Regions from separate parts of the Cricetulus griseus genome. Here region 1 is linked to region 2. A link is a contact called in public Hi-C data. All regions are on one chromosome and are shown on one strand. Each heading gives the region's core, a stretch centred on a gene start, on an enhancer-like site or on the middle of the called end of the contact. The rest is flanking DNA. Distances are from core to core; before and after follow the strand shown. Region 1 overlaps Atp8b1 (phospholipid-transporting ATPase IC). Region 2 has its middle 55 kb from the start of Atp8b1.

The links. A called contact is a pair of places that touch in the nucleus more often than the background predicts.
Region 1: a Hi-C map of the CHK-Q cell line shows a contact between it and region 2, with 5 times the contacts expected there. The contact joins two enhancer-like sites. A contact is called at or near these places in 2 of 8 Hi-C or Micro-C datasets (the CHK-Q cell line and liver).

Annotation. Positions count from the first base shown.
Region 1 is chr2:174,706,651-174,711,496 of CriGri-PICRH-1.0, forward strand. Atp8b1 (phospholipid-transporting ATPase IC) reads left to right here. Exons shown (of 27, transcript XM_035440120.1): 22 at 2,696-2,919; 23 at 3,834-3,917; 24 at 4,712-4,846. Among named protein-coding and RNA genes, the nearest start is that of Nars1, 21 kb to the right of the region's middle. Within about 2 kb of position 2,396, at least 1 of the 6 cell types and tissues checked has open chromatin away from gene starts, as enhancers often do.
Region 2 is chr2:174,599,078-174,603,756 of CriGri-PICRH-1.0, forward strand. No RefSeq gene overlaps it. Among named protein-coding and RNA genes, the nearest start is that of Atp8b1, 55 kb to the right of the region's middle. Within about 2 kb of position 2,859, at least 5 of the 6 cell types and tissues checked have open chromatin away from gene starts, as enhancers often do.

The sequences.
Region 1 (4,846 bases), core at 1,146-3,645, 110 kb after region 2:
GAGCCATACCCCTGAAGAAAACTTACTCCCCAACTCCCATCAGCCATCAACCAGGTGGCAATAGCTCCTTGAGTTGAGGTGAGACCTCATCAGCCCCTCCCTCACCCATAGAATTACCGACTGCCCTCGTCTTGTACAGGTCTTATGCAGGTGACCATGGCTGCTGTAAGTCCATGCCTGTAACAGCCATGTTGTGTCTTGAAGGCAGCATTTCACAGAACTCCTGCCCATCCTCCAGCTCTTACATTCTTCCTGCCTCAACTGTCCTGAGGGTATCACTATAGATGTCCCAATATAGATGTCCCGCTTAGAGCTGGGCATTCAGTGGTCACTTATTCTCAGCACTGTAGCCAGTTTTGAGTGTCTGCATCAACAGCTGCCCACTGCAAAACAAAACCAAAAATGCCTCTGACCAAGGTTGAGACAGCACCAAACTATGGGAATGAACATAAATTGTCCAGAAGGCAATGTGACAACATGATCTTTTGGCAAAACAACAGCACTAGGTTTTTGTTTGGATTTTAGGGGGAAACAGTGTTGCCTTAGTTCATCCGTCCTCAGTTACCCTGTGAACTCTGTCTGTGTTGGTTTTCACACACTTCTCCATGGCAAAGTTAAAGGACTGCAGACAGGGGCCTAAGAGAGTGCCTCTTCTTTGGGTCTTGGCAGCCTACTGGGAATCTCAACATTTCTCTCTGTTGCTTGGTCAGAGACAAAGGAGGCCATGGTTTGGTAGGAAAGCATTTTGGCAACCACAACTGGTTGTACACACTGTTTATGTGTTTTGAAAAGAGTTATAAATCACTGAATGAGAGCAATTTTTCTTCCTTTCCTCCGATGCCCTCCCATACCCTCCCATACCCTCCCATGCCCTCCCATGCCCTCCCATCCCTCCCATACCTTCCCATGCCCTCCCATAGCCTCCTCTCCCCTTCTTGCTATTAGAGCCACAAAGTATAATTGAAAACATGGGCCTGGACAATTTCCTTTAATTATGTTTTCAATTTTTCATACTTTGGGCTCAAAATTGGGACCAGATTTTAGAGGCTTCTTTCTATTTGGAAACTGTAGCCTGTGAAGTTACTTCTTGAGGTTGGAGTGATGGTGTGTTCTCCAACACATTTTCTCTAAAACACTTCACTGTCAATGTTTACATTAATTTTTAAGACCTGGACAAAATTACAGATTTTCTAACTTGAAAATGTGTTTAATGACTATTAAATGGATTAACAAAGTTCTGGAAACCTTTTCCTCTGCTGTGTGTGTGTGTGTGTGTGTGTCTTAAAACTACAAGTGGGCCTTTGAAAACTGAAGGAAGCATCAGTTAAAATTATTTTGATTAGGAATGTTAGAAGACAAAGCTGGCTTGAGAAAAAAATCATTTAAAAGGATATAAAGGAGTTGAGAATGTAAGTCAGTTTGTAGATTCCTTGTCTATCATGTACAAGGTCCTGGGTGACACCCACAGCACCACATAAACCTGACATGGTAGAACAGAACTCCACCAGGTGGTGGAGGCAGAGGATTGGGAGTTCAAAGCCATCCTTAGCTACAAAGTGAGTTTGAGACTAGCATATGAGCTACATGGGACAAAATCTGAAAATAAAATCAATTAAAACAAACAAACAAAAATGTTTAAAGAAGTCTCACCCTGGCTAAAAAGCCAGGCTTCAGAAAGACATTGGAATCAGGACCTACAATTATATGGGGAGCCCAGTGCCTGTCAGTCTGCCTGCCTGCCTGTCTTTCTTGCTCTCTTAGAAACCTTCAGAAAAAAATAAATCCATTCCACACTGAGATAATTTACATGGTATTTCTAGACACTAGCACACCTCTGTGCTAATTCCAGGATCCCAAAGAGAGAAAAGTTCACTAGGAGAGCTTCTAACTTTTAGGTCCCTCTGAAGAGTTTCTCAATCAAGAAGCCTCTGTGGTTGTCTATCAATATCTGGGCAGCTGAAAAATGGATACAAACTCTACTACAAAAATGTCAAAAAGGGGGGCTGCAGAGGTGGTTCAACGGTTAAGAGCAGTGGCTGTTCTTCCAGAGAACCTGGGTTCAATTCCCAGCACCCACGAGGCAGCTAACAAATGCATGTGACTCTAGTTCCAGGGGATCTGATGCCGTCACACCATTGCACATAAAATAAAGTTAAATAATTTTTTTAAAAAAAATGTCAAAAAGGGAAGGCAATTGTAAGCTCCAGGTCACCTCAGTTTCCAAGTCATGAGTGGATGTAAACTGTGGGCCTGCAGTCCCAATGAAACCAACTACAGCAGTCTGGGAAGGTATACCTATTTGCTTTCCTGCCTTCTGTACTTACAACAAAGGGAGAATGGAGGTTGATAGGGCTAGTTTTGCATATCTACCATAAGTGACATGCAGCTGACTCATCTGGGGCCCATAAGGGTGCCTGGGGCTCACCCTGTGGGTGGAAGAGATGACTGATGTATTGGGCAGATAATCCAAATGGAATTCACCACCCACCTGAGATCCTATCACAAGTATTTATGGAGTCCCATTTGTGGGTCTAGCACACTTGTCCCTCTGACTTTGAATTGAATCAGGAGCTGGAGGTGGGGGATGGTTTGCAAGAGCTTTTGTTTTGATTTTGCTGAGGAAAGTCTTCAGTCGCTCAATGCCTTGACTTAAAAGCAGTGTCTGACCTATCGTTTCTTTCCCTCTGCCCCATAGCTGCCCACATTGGTGTTGGAATAAGTGGACAAGAAGGAATGCAAGCTGTCATGTCCAGTGACTATTCTTTTGCTCAGTTCAGATATCTGCAGAGGTTGCTGCTGGTCCATGGCCGGTGGTCTTACATAAGGATGTGCAAGTTCCTACGATACTTCTTTTACAAGAACTTTGCGTTTACTTTAGTGCATTTTTGGTACTCCTTCTTCAATGGCTACTCGGCACAGGTAATAGAACATTAGTCCTTTAAAACTATTTGTTCAGTAGAACTTCTGCATAAATAAAATGCTAGTTCTTTTAAACATTTTATTGGTTGATTGTAAGTGCATCTCTGTAGGTGCGTATGTACCACAGTGCACATTGAGAGGTCAGAAAAACGACTCTGTAGAGTCAGTTCTCTCCTCCTATCTTTACTTGGTCTCCAGGGGTCAAACTTTGGTCACCAGACTTTTGTGGCAAGGGTCTTTGTCTGCTGATCCACCTTGCCAGTCCTCCTGAACTAGTTTTATTTTAGTATTCTTTTTCAAGTATTAAAAAAGTTTTAAATATTCCAATCGAGTTTCAAAATTATAATTCACTAACAAGAAAGTACATAACTGGTGAACATGACTGGAGAAATGTCTCAAGGCTAAGAGTACACACTATTCTTACTGAAGACCAGAATTTGGTTCCCAATACTCTTGTCAGGCGGCTCACACTACCTGTAACTCCCATTCCAGAGGACCCAAAGCCCTCTTCTGGTATTTGTGAGAATCTACACTCATGTGCACATACCCACCCACACTCATAAGCACACACATAACACATAATTTAAAGCTATAAAAAATTAATGAACACTGATTTTTCTAGTATTATCTGTCAGAATAGAGTCCTATTCTGACTAAAGCAAAGGCTTTAGCAAAACCTTTGGTAGTGTTCCCATGCACACATTTAAGGAAAGGGTTGGAGAAGATTGATGCTATGGAAAGCTCTGTGGTGCTACCCACTGCATAGACAAGCTCACATTTTGTACATGAGTAGCTGAGGAGTGCTTTCTCTTCAGAATAGCGTTCCTACTTGTCAAGGGACAATCCTGTATGGAGAAAGCAGACCTGCAATCTGTCTTTGTGCATGACACAGAGCCTCTGTCCTCCCTTTGCAGACGGCGTATGAGGACTGGTTTATCACCCTATACAATGTGCTGTACTCCAGTTTGCCTGTACTCCTCATGGGGCTGCTTGACCAGGTAGGAGCTGTGGGCTGGGGTGCTCTGAACAAACCCATCCACCTCCAGGGAGATGACAGCAAACACATCAGTACATTCTACCAGCTTTACTCATCCTGAGTCTGCCCTAGTCCACCTGTCAAACAACAATAACTGCTTCATGTTCTTTCAGGAAAAGAGTTTCTGTAACTCATCATTAGCAAGAGTGCTTATATGTTCCTTGCAGACATCTGGCTGTTCAGACTCCTGACAATCCAGCATGTTTTATACAACTTATTGATTTAAAAATCAATAACCTTTGATTAACTTAGCAATGTTAATTAACAATAATAACTTGTTGATTTAAAAAGTAAATTTTAACACTTTCCAAAGTTGGTATATTTAATTCCTAAATCACATTTTGAAGGACAAGCCAGTCTTAGGAAATGAATAACTAATAATAAATAAATGGGGGTAATTAAGGGTTAGTTTATCAATTTCTATGTGAGTATTCTTCCTCTAGATCTGTAATAATACAAATTCATTATCTCAGGAGGTTAAAAATAATCTCCACATATTTTTTGCCATTACTAATTGATTGTCTTTGCTAGTGCCGTAATAAAACCCCCATACTACTCTCTGTAAACATAAAATACTGGTGATCGCTTCATGATTGATGTCTCCACACAGAAATACTGATCTGGCTTCCTGCTTGCCTTTCTAAAACACAGGTGCAAGTGGCAGCTGTTTGTGAGATACAAGATACAAATTGTGACAAACCCACATGTTTACCTAATGGTATTCACTAATCGTTCTAACTTTGTTTTCTCTTTAAGGATGTGAGTGACAAACTGAGCCTCCGGTTCCCCGGGTTGTATGTAGTGGGACAGAGGGACTTGCTGTTCAACTACAAGAAATTCTTTGTCAGTTTGCTGCATGGCGTCTTAACATCCATGGTCCTCTTCTTCATA
Region 2 (4,679 bases), core at 1,609-4,108:
GTTGTGGTTCACAGGCACCACAGCTGAGCAGGACCACTGGTTGTGCCCCTCCATTGGCAGCTGGTACCGCACCTTCAGGTACTGTGAAAGTCAGACCATGGGAAGCTCTTCAGAAGCAGATTTGGATAACACACCCAGGCCTAATATTCTCCTCCCATGCATTCTATGCCTCCATGCAATCACCAAAATAACTAAGTTAGCTAATTTCTAGTTTTCCTTTGAGAAGAATGAGGAGATGGAGGAGGAGCCAAGAAATCTGAAAGGAAGCAGAAACCTTCATAACTCAGGGGGTGATAGAACTTAATTTGTGCCAGAGAGTACAACAGAACATATCTGGAGCTGTCGAGATGTCTCAGCTGGTTGAAGCACTTGCTGCCAATTCTGATAACACGATTTCAACCCAGGGGGGACACACATGGTGGAAAGAGAACTGATTCTGGCAAGTTGTTCTCTGACCTCCACATACAAGACTTGCCTCACCCCTCACAAAAAATAAATACATATAAAAAGGAAATAGAATGTGTCATGTGTCTCTGCTGTTCAAAACACCATTTAAGGAAAGAGGCAGATATTTGAAGTTTCTGCCATTAGGCACTGCAAAGATAAATTTACAGGAAGGCCTCTGTGCTTAAAGTATGTTGTCTTAACATGCTGGGTACAGGTTCTTTCACCCTGCTGATACCCTCCCTCCAAAAATAAAATTCTGGAGCATGGTTTGTAGAAGTTACCTTCTAGCTAAGTTCATCTTGACTGCCAATTTAGGGTAGGGATTGACTGTGCTTTGTGTGGCCTCTATAACTTCCATTGTTGAGAATATATTAACTTAAATGCTGCCTGGGGTTAGTAGAGTGAATTCAGGTGGTTTCATTCCCTTTTAAGATCATCTTGCATCCTTAAATTTTTACCTTGTAGAAAAAAAGAGCTATTCTCAAAAATAATTTCAGTACAACTGAGCTGGTTCTGCCAATACAGTCCCCTTGTAGGTACATAGTGATGTACAAAGGGAAAACAGAAACAGTAGCTAGAGTAGATTTACCAAAGCAGGAACTGGAAAGAGTTACCACTCCTTATTCTTTATTTTACATGCATGGGTTTCTCGCCTGCCAACACGCCTGTGTACCAAGTATGTTCAGTGCCATGAAGCCATAAGAGGGCACCAGATTGCCTGAACCAGAGTTATGGACAGTTGTGAGCTACCATTTAGGTGCTGGGAATTTAACCAGGGTCTTCGGAAAACAGCCAGTGCTCTTAAACACAGAGCCATCTCTCCAGCCCCGCCTCTTTCCATTTTGAATAAAGCCTAGCCACTTCATGTTGGCTCAGCCTGAATTTATTTTCCATGTTGAAGTCAAGGGTGTACTTTCTTCTAAGTCAAAGTCTCTAAGAGATTAAGGGAACCCTTCAAGCTGTTGTGGGCAATGGAGTAGAGATAGGCAGATTTCAAAATTAATCCTTGTTATGTACATGAGATGCTTACAGTAGTTGACCAAATGCACTGAAATGGTTCTGTTAGAGAGGATAAGAGCCCGATTTCAAGGTTAGGACTCCTTCATCAGCAACATCAGCTCCAACACCCTCCTTCCCAAGGCATAAAGGCTTACAGGAGGAAAACCGCACCTTCAGGCATTCTGTCCCTTTTCTGATGGTTTCCAGACAAGACACATTTTTATTCATTGTCTCATCTAGGTTGAAAGTCTTTCCGTTCTCCCCTCCCCCCAAAAAGCTTACAGTAATTGTCAATGGCATCAGAGAAACTCCATACTGCCATCAGCAACTTGAGGAATTCCTCTTTAGGTAAAGTTGGGTCCTTGACTATACGGCCATGAATCCAGCAAGACTAGTGAGTGTATTAAGTACAGATAAGTTCATATTTAAGAGCGCGAGATGAGGAAGAGGGAGCCGCCCAGTGACCGACATGGGTTCCTCCCCTATGCTTTATATACATGAGTCTATAGTTGGTTTTTGTTTTGTCACATTGCCCAAAGGATGTAATTTACACCAGGACGGAAAGATTAAAGTTTTAAATTAAATAAAAAACACAAGCTGGCTTATTGTTCTTACATTGCAGAATTATTTTACAAACGAAATTGTAAGGTGGTTTTATGAGGTTCATTGTTTAGTTTTAGGGATGAGAGGAGAGTACCGAGGGCTAACAGTTAACAGGCAAGTGCTCTATCCGGTTACCTTTTAAATACTTCTGTAGGCCTTTGCTTAAGCTCTGAGAGCCTAAGAGATGCAGCTGTAAGGAACAGCACCTCACATACTGCCTGGGAGGTGCAATCCATACTTCAAACAGCCGCCAGCAACCTTGCACGCAGGTCTGAATCTTGCAACCTTAACACAGTTAGCCTGTTACACCATCGCTCCTTCGGGTCCCAAGATCCTAAACTATGTGCGACTACTCAGCAGAAAGTGAGCTTGTTGCAATTACAGATTCTCGAAGTCTTAGAAGTCTTAGCGGCGTCTGTTAACGCCTCCTCTAGTGACTGATCCCGAAACGTGACTTGGCCGGGAGCAAATGCGGCTCCTCTTACCGAAGGAGTTCAGGTCCCCGGCTCTCACTAACCCCGCCAGCTTTCCGGGCTGGCATGGTCACCTACCCCGGCCTGCAGCCAAGCTCACAGTGGACGCGAGGCTGGTTGGGGGCGCGACTTGTAAAGCAGAAAGCAGGAGTGCCCTGGGAGCCAACTGCAGCCGAATAGGCGGGGTCACAGGATAGACTTAAGATCGGTCACGGTCAGGGGTGGCCACCTGCCTCTGGGGCGCTAGGACCTCGATCTAGAGCAGGGCTACGTAAGACAGCCGCAGGCCTGGCCACCCAGCACCTCTCCGCCCGCGGGGAGGGATCGAGGGAGGGCAGACGGCGGGGCCCGCCCCCGGCCCCAGCTCCAGCTTGGTCCCCAAGTCGTGCGCGGCCACGGCCGCTGCTAGGGGGAGGCGAGAAGCTCCTCCCTGGAGCAGAGAAACCAGTTTGTCCGGTCCGACAGAGCGGAGGGAAAAGGGCGGCCGCTGAGGAAGGGCGCACTGACGCGGGGCGGGTGAAGGCGGGGAGCCCTTGGCGAGCCACGAGAGCCGGAGGAGTCGCGGCCAACTGGACAGGCTTCCCGGGGCCCCCGGCCAGCCCCTGTGTGCCATGCAGCGCTAGCGCAGCCGCAGCGCTGGGGCCAGGCGGGAGGCGGCCAGGTGCGCACGAGCCTTGGAGCGGCGCGCACCCCGCGGATGCCCCAACCGGGGCCCAGTGAACACTAGGTAAGAGGGGTGAGGCGCTGGTGTTCCCCCGACCTCCGGGATCAACTAGCCGGGCAGGGTCACCTGGCTCCTTTGGTGGTCCACGGGCTAGTGAATTCTAAACATCCGCGATGCGGTGACAGCAGCTGTCCGAGTCCCCAGGCTCCGGAGCCTGGACAAGTGTTATTTGGAGGGTGGGGGGGTGGTGGTACCGGAAGCTTCTGCCCCCGCCACGGTCCACGGTTGGCTAAGAACAAACTGAGCGATGATTCTCAGGTCTTTAGGGTTTTCACCTGTTGGGGGAGGGATCTCCCGGGAGCTGTTTGGGTATTATATTTTTCATTGGTTTGGGACACACATGTCCAGAGTTAAGATCCCAGAGTTAAGCCAAGATTGGGAATCTTTGAAGAGTGTTGCTGTCTGTCATGCGAGGACCACCGCCCTTCTGGGAATCTTCCACTGACAGGTTTGGGGCAAAGGCGATCCAGTGCGCCCGAAAATGACCTTAGGGAGGAGTGTTTCTGGCCGAGGCGCACCTGCTGGGAAGGATGGAAGGTTGAGACCCATTGCCTCCCAACCTCCTTCTGTGCGCATCAGTGGAGTGGGGGGAGAGGGGCGGAATAGGGAAAACAGTTTTCCGGGTGACTGTAGGGTCGTGCCCACTAACTCCAACGCAGCGCCGTCATCTGGCTGTCCTTAATCTCCCGTTTGATGTCTGGAGCTGTCACTTCTTGATGGCTGTTGAAGGAAAACGCGGCCGGCGGCGGGAGATGTGGCATGGAACAGGGCCGGGGCTTTAAATCATCTCTTGGCTAACTCTGTCAGTCCAAAGCAAAAGAAATGTCTGGCCAGCTCCTCCAAGAGAGTGGTAGCGTGTATGTCTCTGCCCCTGGAGGCTTTGAATACAGATCTTGCCGGGACGGGGGTGGGTGAGCATCAGGGTTCCAAATAGGGATGGAGAATTATCACAAGATAGCGAAAGACTCTATTTGAGTCTGGGCTACTTCATGAGACCCCTTTGCCTGCAGTCAGTGCTTTAAGCGCTGTTCTTCTAGACCTTCTCTGGTGGCTACCTCTGTGGTGTCCCCCATCCTCCTCAATTTGCCCACTCTGTTGGAGTGAAGAACTGCTTCACTCCCATCTTTCTAGTTTCGATGCTTTCGAAATTTCTCCCCTTAACCCTAGAAGATTAAACCAGATAACACCAATGAAGTACCTGAAGACACCCTCCCCTTAACCCTAGAAGATTAAACCAGATAACACCAATGAAGTACCTGAAGACACCAGGCACTCCTTGGCCGCAGGGGAAGGCTAACTGCCTCGAGGAAGAGAAGCTATAAAGGATGTATGTTTCAAGGTCTCCAAGATAGTAAATAGAGATCCATATCTAAAGAGAAAAGCCATACAAAATATGAGGCCAAAGCTCTGGCTTCCATTCGTCTAAGCAGTAC